2 separate regions of the Sus scrofa genome follow, and region 1 is linked to region 2. The links are chromatin contacts, called in public Hi-C maps. All regions are on one chromosome and are shown on one strand. Each heading gives the region's core, a stretch centred on a gene start, on an enhancer-like site or on the middle of the called end of the contact. The rest is flanking DNA. Distances are from core to core; before and after follow the strand shown.

Region 1 (4,186 bases), core at 1,364-3,863, 220 kb after region 2:
GTTCAGGAATGAGTAGCAAAGCATGTTTTTGCCTTTTTAGTAAAAGCCACAAAATCCACGGCCGAGTTTGATCAGTTGAGGCTTACTAATGGGGTGAACACATTTTCAGGAGCCTCATTTGCTTCATTGTCATGAAATGGAATGGATCGTATCCACTTTTCTTTTTTTTTTGCAAAGCACAACCTGAAAATAAAAATATCTGGTTGCTTGACATCTGGTTGCTTTTTTCAAACCATGAGTAAACGCTTAGTAAACAAGGATATCCAAATGACCAATGAGCATATGAAGAAGTACAGAATAAAACAGTGAGATGGCCACTACACACCACTACACACTCAGAATGGCTAAAACTAAGATACAAAAACCCCTAACTTCAAATTCGGGCAGGCATCCAGAGTAACCAGAATTTGCATGCAGTGCTAGTTGGGATGTAGACTGGTACAGCCTGTTTGGGAGGCAGTTTGGTAAGACCCAACAAAGCTGAACTTGTGTGTTCCCTGTAACCCACCAGTCCACCTCCTGGCAGATGTGCATACCCAGCAGATGCACATACCATTGTGAAGCCAAAGGCACATAGTAGGATGTTGTTAGCAGTATATTCATGATAGCCAACAAGTGGAAACAACTTAAATATTCACCAGGATGAGAATGGATACATTCACACATTTGAACAAGCAACAAGAAAAACCCATGCCATGTACAGTAGCTTGGATGAATCTCCAGATAGCATGTGGAGCAAAAGAAGCCAGACAGAAAGACTACATACTCAATGACTCCACTTACCTAACATATTTTAGGACTCCAGTCTTCTCAGCTGGATGCATTTTCTGAAAGAGAAAATCCCCTCCCCCCGTTTTGGTCATGAAATTGTTCTTATTACCGGTCCCTTTGTCTTCCTTACAGAGGTAGCTGAGGAGCTCGGGAGAGCAGCCTCCTCCTCATCTGTTGTTCCATATCTGCCTCGATTACCTACACTTCCTTCCAAGACCCGGACGCTGAAGAAACAGGGGGAGAACAAGGAGAATATCGAAGGGGCACAAGATGCCACAGAAAATTCTGCTTCCAGTTCAGCACCAGGTATGAGTTCCTAGGCAAGTAGAACCAAACTGCCTTCTTTAAGGAGCCTTGGGGTACGATGTTTTTATTTCTACTTTCCTGCCTATCTTCACTGAGGTCAGTGTGGCTGGCACCTGCTTCATTCACCACTGTGGTCCTCAACTCTCCACTGCCAGGGTTAGTGGTCCTGATCTGCCCAGCCAGCATAGAGCCTGCCTCCCACCCCATTTCCCCAAGCTCCACATTTCCAAGTAGTTACTGTCTTTACAGCTCCGGCAGAAATTCCTTTGTTGAGCCTAATAAATGAGGCCAGGTTGTGTTGTAGTTTCTAGAAAAAAAGATGAATGCCGAGGTAAAAAACTGTGGGTTATTTATTTTCACTTAAATCCCTCCTCAAAGTTGGAATAACAGTGTGAAATGATAAAGTGTTATTAGTTTTCTGAGTCCGGCTAATACCTGAGATTTAATAGATGCTGACACAACTCCTACAGTGTAACCTTAGTAACCCAAATGAGTCATTTCTTACCTTCCTCATTACTGATTGGCTGTTTTTCATCAGGGTTCATTAGAAGTGCACAGGCCCCCAGTGGGTCCCCGGCACTGCCTCGAAAGCAAAGAGACAAGTCACCCAGCAGCCTCTTGGAAGATGCCAAAGAGACTTGCTTCACCAGAGATAGGAAGGGAGGCTTCTTCAGCTCCTTCATGAAAAAGAGAAATGCTCCCACACCCCCCAAACGCAGCAGCTCCTTCCGAGAAATGGAGAATCAGCCCCACAAGAAATATGAACTCACGGGTAACTTCTCATCTGTTGCTTCTCTGCAGCATGCTGATGGGTTCTCTTTCACTTCTGCCCAGCAAGAGGCGAATCTGGTGCCACCCAAGTGCTATGGGGGGAGCTTTGCACAGAGGAACCTCTGTGATGACGACAGTGGTGGGGGTGGGTGGTCTGGCATCACAGGCTTCTTTACACCACGTTTAATCAAAAAGACACTGGGCTTACGAGCGGGTAAACCAACAGCCAGTGATGACACTTCCAAGCCTTTTCCAAGGTCAAACTCTACATCTTCCATGTCCTCAGGGCTTCCAGAGCAGGATAGGATGGCAATGACCCTTCCCAGGAACTGCCAGAAGTCCAAACTCCAGCTGGAAAGGACAGTGTCCACCTCTTCTCAGCCAGAAGAGAATGGGGACAGGGCCAATGACACGCTTCCAAAAAAACCAGAGGAAGGTGCTGCTCCAACCAGGGAGAGACCAAAAGCCAAACTTTTGCCCAGAGGAGCCACAGCTCTTCCTCTCAAAACCCCCTCTGGGGATCCAGCCATCACAGAGAAGGACTCTCCCGGGGTGGGGGTAGCTGGAGTGACAGCTGCCCCAAAGAGCAAGGAGAGAAATGGTGGGGCACGGCTTGGCATGGCTGGAGTCCCAGAGGATGGCGAACAGACAGGCTGGTCTTCTCCAGCCAAGGCTGCAGTGGTCCTTCCAACCACTCACAACCACAAAGTGCCAGTCCTTATCTCACCCACTCTAAAGCACACTCCAGCTGATGTGCAGCTCATTGGCACAGACTCTCAGGGGAATAAATTCAAGCTCTTATCGGAGCATCAGGTCACTTCCTCTGGAGACAAGGACCGACCCCGCCGGGTAAAACCAAAGTGTGCCCCACCCCCACCACCAGTGATGAGACTACTGCCGCATCCGTCCATGTGCTCGGACCCGACGGAAGAGCCGACTGCCCCGACTGCAGGACAGCCCATGTCAGAAACACAGGAAGGAGGAAAAAAGGCAGCTCCAGGGGCAGTGCCCATCAGTGGAAAAGCTGGGAGGCCTGCAATGCCTCCACCTCAAGTGCCTCTGCCCACATCTTCCATCTCGCCAGCCAAAATGGCCAACGGCACAGCAGGTACTAAAGTGGCTCTGAGAAAAACCAAACAGGCAGCTGAGAAAATCTCAGCTGACAAGATCAGCAAGGAGGCCCTGCTGGAATGTGCTGACCTACTGTCGAGTGCAATCACGGAACCTGTGCCCAACAGCCAGCTGGTGGACACTGGACACCAGCTGCTCGACTACTGCTCAGGCTATGTGGACTGCATCCCCCAGACTCGCAACAAATTTGCCTTCCGAGAGGCCGTGAGCAAACTGGAACTCAGTCTGCAGGAGCTGCAGGTGTCTTCTGCAGCTGCTGGTGTGCCCGGGGCAAACCCTGTCCTTAACAACCTACTGTCGTGCGTACAGGAAATCAGTGATGTGGTGCAGAGGTAGCCACTGTTAGCCGAGGGGGAAGATGCACACATTTCTGAGGGAAGAGGGAAAGTGACTTGTTTTCCTGTGTTCTCGTTTTCAAAAAATGGAAGACTGGTATTTGAGTGTGTTTCTGTGAAGTACCTCAGATCTCTGAGTTCTCACGTTTACAGGTTCATCTCAAAAGTAACAAAAAGCAAAACACATAGGAGAGGGAAAATAGGTGGGGCCAGGGCAATTGTGGGCAGGATCGGAAGCTGCACTGGAACATCAGGGCCAAAGCCAGCCCATTCTTACCAGGAGTGATGTGAGCTGTTTAGACAGGGCTGTTCCAGCAAGGCCACAGGGACTCTATCTAGACAGTGCATAGGCTCTGGCGCTCATTCTGCACCAGGCAGAAGGGAATTAACTTGGGGCTCCAGTAGGTACTTGTGGTGATTATGCTCCAACTCATCTGACGTACTGGGTGGGACAGAAGAAAGCTGGGAATGTGCCAAGAGACGTTTCTTTCAAGGCTGTCAGAAGTGCTGTTAACCTTGATTTCCACAAGGTCACTGCTGCAGTAAGAACTGCAAATCAGATGGCCATATATACCAAACTGGGAAACCTGGCCTTAGTTGTATGCTCCTGTCCTATTTTCCATTGGTGTGTTAATTAGTGCAGGAAGTAAAGAATGCTAGGAAGTATTTTCAGAGAGATTGGAATCTCCTCCTAAAATCTTAAACATTGCTTAGAAGTTAGTTCTCCCAGTCTATTCTAATGGATCAGGATTGGCTTTCTGCTTGTTGGTGCCTATCTGTAAACCATAGGCATAGGATCTCCTTGGTGGTTCTTCTGTACTCCTTGCTGGGCAGGTGTCTCCTTTTGTTCCTGGCAGCATTCAGGGCATTAA
Region 2 (4,250 bases), core at 1,006-3,505:
GAAGAATATCAAGACTGAGAGGAGTAGTGATCATTTATGAAAATGACACAGGTTAACAGAAATACTCAAGCATTTCCTTGGAAATATTCATGCAAAAGAGTTTTCATTCTAGGAAATTAATTTAAAAATTGTCTTAAGACAATCTGGAACATATAACATAGGCTCAATAAATAATTAATGAACTGGACACCAAAAGGTAATGTTCCCAAGTCCTTCATAAATGTATATACACACCTTTGGGGTTTTAATTTTCTTAGGGGGCAGTAAGTTCTCAGGACAAGGACCAGCATTGGCTGCACAGGTCAGAGAAAGTAGAACTTCTTCAGGGATGAACTGGTTCTGAAGGGAAGGAGGAAGGGGTTTTGACCAATCCACCAGACTTTTTTTCTCCCTTAGTTCAGGAAGTCCTAAGAAAAGAATGGGAAAGAAAAGCTTACTATAGTTTTTTTGAGAGTTAAGAGATTTCCAGGCTGCCTCATCAATCCCATCTATCTGTCACTAACAGAAAGAAAAAAAAATTGCTTCTGGTTGTCAAGAATAGCAACAATATTTAAAACACTGAAAATCATCTAGTCAAGGGAAAAAAAAAAAACTACTGTTGTCTGTCCTACTCACACTTATATCAGACATCAGTTCAAAAACACAGATACAGGGGTTCCCCTGTGGTGCAGCAGGTTGAGGGTTCAGTGTTGTCATTGCAGCAGGTCAGTTTCGATTCCTGTCCTGGGAAATTCCACATGCTGCAGGAGCAGCTAGCAAAATAAACAAACTTAGGTATCAAATGCCAAAACATATATATATATATATATATATATCACAAAACCGCTGGTATTTAAAATAAGTTGAATTTAAAACAATATAGGAGTTCCCATCGTGGCAAAGCGGTTAACGAATCCGACTGGGAACCATGAGGTTGCGGGTTCGATCCCTGGCCTGGCTCAGTGAGTTAAGGATCCGGCATTGCCGTGAGCTGTGGTGTAGGTCACAGACGTGGCTCAGATCCCGCATTGCTGTGGCTCTGGCGTAGGCTGGTGGCTACAGCTCCGATTAGACCCCTAGCCTGGGAACCTCCACATGCTGTGGGAGCAGCCCAAGAAATGGCAAAAAGACCAATATATATATATATATATATATGTGTGTGTGTGTGTGTGTTTGTATATATACATATATATGTATATATACATAAAACTCATCAGCATGTGAAAAAAAACTACAAACACAGTCCTTCTGTGGAGTAGTGAAACAAGACTCCGACTCAAAAATACTATAAAATGGCTTTTGATTTTCTTAAAACAACTGTATTGAAAAACGGAGCTAAAAAGGTATCCTGAAATCTCAGATTAAGGCACACAACGTATTGTGCTTTCTGTCTAGGACCATGATTATTTATCCCTGTGAGATCCTTGAAGCACTTTACCTCTCTCTTCCTTGGATGTAGAGATTTTCAAATGTTTGCCCTCAGATGCTGATGTGGAAGGCGTTTTCGGAAGCGACATAATAAGCAATGCCTCCTATCACTCTCTTTAGTAATTTGAAATATCCCTCCAGAAAGCTAACCTAGAAACTTAAGCAGAGGCATCCTGGGACTTGGCAGGGCTGCCACGTTGACCTGAAGACAAAAAAAAAAAAACAAAAAAAAACAAAAAAAACACCAAAGTGAGACAAGTACCCCCGTTCCCCACCAAACAAGTGTTTATGTTACCCTTGGCGTTTACAATTCATCTACAATGGGTTCTCCCTCTGTGGGGACACTTCTGGGCTCTCCCAAGGCAACAAAGAAGCTTGTGGGTGGATCAGAGTCTGGTCCTCCGCGGCGGGGAGAGAGACACGCTCTTACCACCCCTCCAACCACGGAGGGCGCCCCCCGCTCGAGGCGAGCGGTCTCCGACCCCCGGCCTCCCCCACAGGCCGCGCCTCGTGCATGCAGCCCCACCGACTCGAGGGTGGCAGAGTTCGCAATGTTACTGCCTCAGAAATGATGGAAAACGGACACTTGCAAGCCGTACCCATAAACTGTGTTTCCCGCCGGACACCTTGTCGCTTCGCCTCTCCCCAAACGCGTGCGCGTCGTCATAGAAACCCAGGACCCCGCGCCTAAGCAACCCTCAACCGGGGCTGCCTTCGGCGGTGCCGGCGTCCGCGCCCACTGCGGCGGAGGAGGGAGCCGGCTAAGAATCGCAACAATCTCTCGGGGAGCCTATGTGTTTTAAATCATAGCATTAGGTTCGGCAGCCGTGGAAAATAAAAATGTTTAATCGGACCGTTCTCACAGGGTCAGAAAGTGAATCCTTGGGCTTGGACCGCAGACCTGCACCAGTGCGCACGCGCTAGGGGTGGCTGGGGATGCTCCCTGCACCCCCACGACATCTTGCCCTTTCTCTCCCCCAGGCACCTGCTTCTGGACCTCTACTGTTGACTTCTCTGGTTCCTGACCCAAGGCGCCCTGGGACTTGAGCAAGCATCCCTGAAAAGTTTTTTCACGTCGCTCTATCGTGCTTTTTGTGTTGTTTTGCCTATTTTTCTAAAAGCTAAATTCAAGGGGAAATTGGATACTGAAAAACTCTGGGTTCCCATCAGTTGAGGTGAAGCAGTGTAACGGAGCAGGGCCCTGTGAGGCTCCTAGGCACACAAGCCTTCCTGTGTCCTCCATTTCTTGTTTTTAGGGAATAAGGCTCAGCCTTCATGACCTTCCCTCAGTTCCAAAGGGCCATTGCTAATTAGGGAAGGAAGGGGATGCAGAGACCAGGGAGACAAGATAACAGTCGTGCAGCCCTGGGGCAGGGTCCTGGTTCCTCCTCAAGGAATATACATAGCAATACCTTTGAACCTATCGGTAGAACTAAAACCCCCAGCAAGTAGAAGAACTACTTGATGAAGCATTCTTCATTCTGGGAAGAAGGAGGACCACCAGAACCAGTCCTGGGGCCACTAAACTTAACCCGCCCTGAGAAACAATGCTAGCTGGCCATCCACCCTGATCCTTATCTACAGCCCTATAGATTTGCCACTCTCCAAACTATAAAACCACCTCCTAATCTCTCCCAAGGGGGTGGCACAGTCTTTAAGGCATTAGCCTGCTGGGGCCCCCTTTGTCTGGCAAAGCAGTAAAGCTGTATTTTTCTCCTTCACCCCAAACGCTCTGTGTTTCTTTTCAGCAACAGTGGAGAGGCTGAATTTCGGCAACACTTTCAAAAGGGGGCAAGAATCGGGGTAATTCTACCCTCTAGCTGGTCTAGTGGCTAGGAGTCCTGGTTTTCACTTATGCTGCCCAGGTTCGATTCCTGAGCAAAGAATTAAAATCTTGCTCCAAGATACCACTCACTGCTGTCTCTCTGAGATCAGAGGCATTAAATGCAGATGCTGCCCGTGTCCTTGGCATCTTCTTTGGATATTTAAGCATTGCCCTCCCCACCCCCACACCCTCACCAAACTCCCCTGGCAGGCAGAAGGCATTCCTATGTCCAGACATTTTTTTTGGCTAGAGGCTGGTCAGGAGATGGCACTTCAGGCAGACGCATTCCAAATAAAATCGTTGGGTCCTACTGCTTAAAAATCTGCTCTCAGGAAATAATGAGATAAACACATTTCAAATGGAGGAGCTGAGAACCCCCCTCTTTCCGCCACCCGGATTGTTACCCAACTGAAGTTGGGTCAGCTCACCCACTTGGCAGCAAAGCCAATTTACTGACGACCGGCTGTGAAAGAAAGCACCCTGTTTATTGCAAGGTGCCAAGCAAGGAGAACAGGCTCAAAAGCTCTCTGATGGCTGTTATGGAAGTGTTTTTAAAGGCCAGATAAGGGAGAGGGTCACAGGAAGACTGATCAACTCACGAGCATTTTTCTGATTGATTTCTGGTTGGCAGTGAGGTAACTGGGTGATGTTTCAGGAGTCAACATCATCACCCTTGTAATTTCAAACTGCTGCCGGAAAGATGTTACTGGAATCTGGGTTCTTGCTCATGAAGCTGAAGCATGAACTTTGAAAACACACAGGCATCAAGCAAGCAAAGTCTTCGTTACAGGAAAGCAAATAGCTCCCACGACAGCTGGGAGGGGGAAGAAGAGTCCCCCTTCTTTACTGTCTTATAGGGGTTTTTATCCCTTAAAGATGGGGGTACCAATGTGGGGTCCAATGGGCCCCCCATTGGCCTTGCCCAATTACCTCTATCAGTCCTTGTCCAATAGGGGTTTTGGGGTGGGGGGATGTCCCATAAGTCTCATCGTTTCTTTGCCCTTCTCTTCCCCTAGGG

Evidence for each region. A called contact is a pair of places that touch in the nucleus more often than the background predicts.
Region 1: a contact with region 2 is called in a Hi-C map of skeletal muscle, with 2.9 times the contacts expected there. The contact joins the enhancer-like site here to the promoter of AXDND1 in region 2. A contact is called at or near these places in 1 of 5 promoter capture datasets (fetal skeletal muscle), 20 of 47 Hi-C or Micro-C datasets (alveolar macrophages, brain, embryonic fibroblasts and 12 more) and 2 of 2 datasets of contacts at active chromatin or transcription factors (alveolar macrophages and skeletal muscle).

The regions. Positions count from the first base shown.
Region 1 is chr9:120,896,233-120,900,418 of Sscrofa11.1, reverse strand. It overlaps ABL2 (Abelson tyrosine-protein kinase 2), which reads left to right. Exons shown (of 13, transcript XM_003482731.4): 11 at 904-1,077; 12 at 1,616-1,849; 13 at 2,135-4,186. The coding sequence ends at 3,315. Among named protein-coding and RNA genes, the nearest start is that of TOR3A, 38 kb to the right of the region's middle. Within about 2 kb of position 2,613, at least 2 of the 83 cell types and tissues checked have an H3K27ac peak or open chromatin away from gene starts, as enhancers often do. A contact at or near this core is called in skeletal muscle, where this site is marked.
Region 2 is chr9:121,118,036-121,122,285 of Sscrofa11.1, reverse strand. It overlaps AXDND1 (axonemal dynein light chain domain-containing protein 1), which reads right to left and starts at 2,255. Exons shown (of 25, transcript XM_021063739.1): 1 at 2,007-2,255; 2 at 1,418-1,609; 3 at 235-407. The coding sequence starts at 1,496.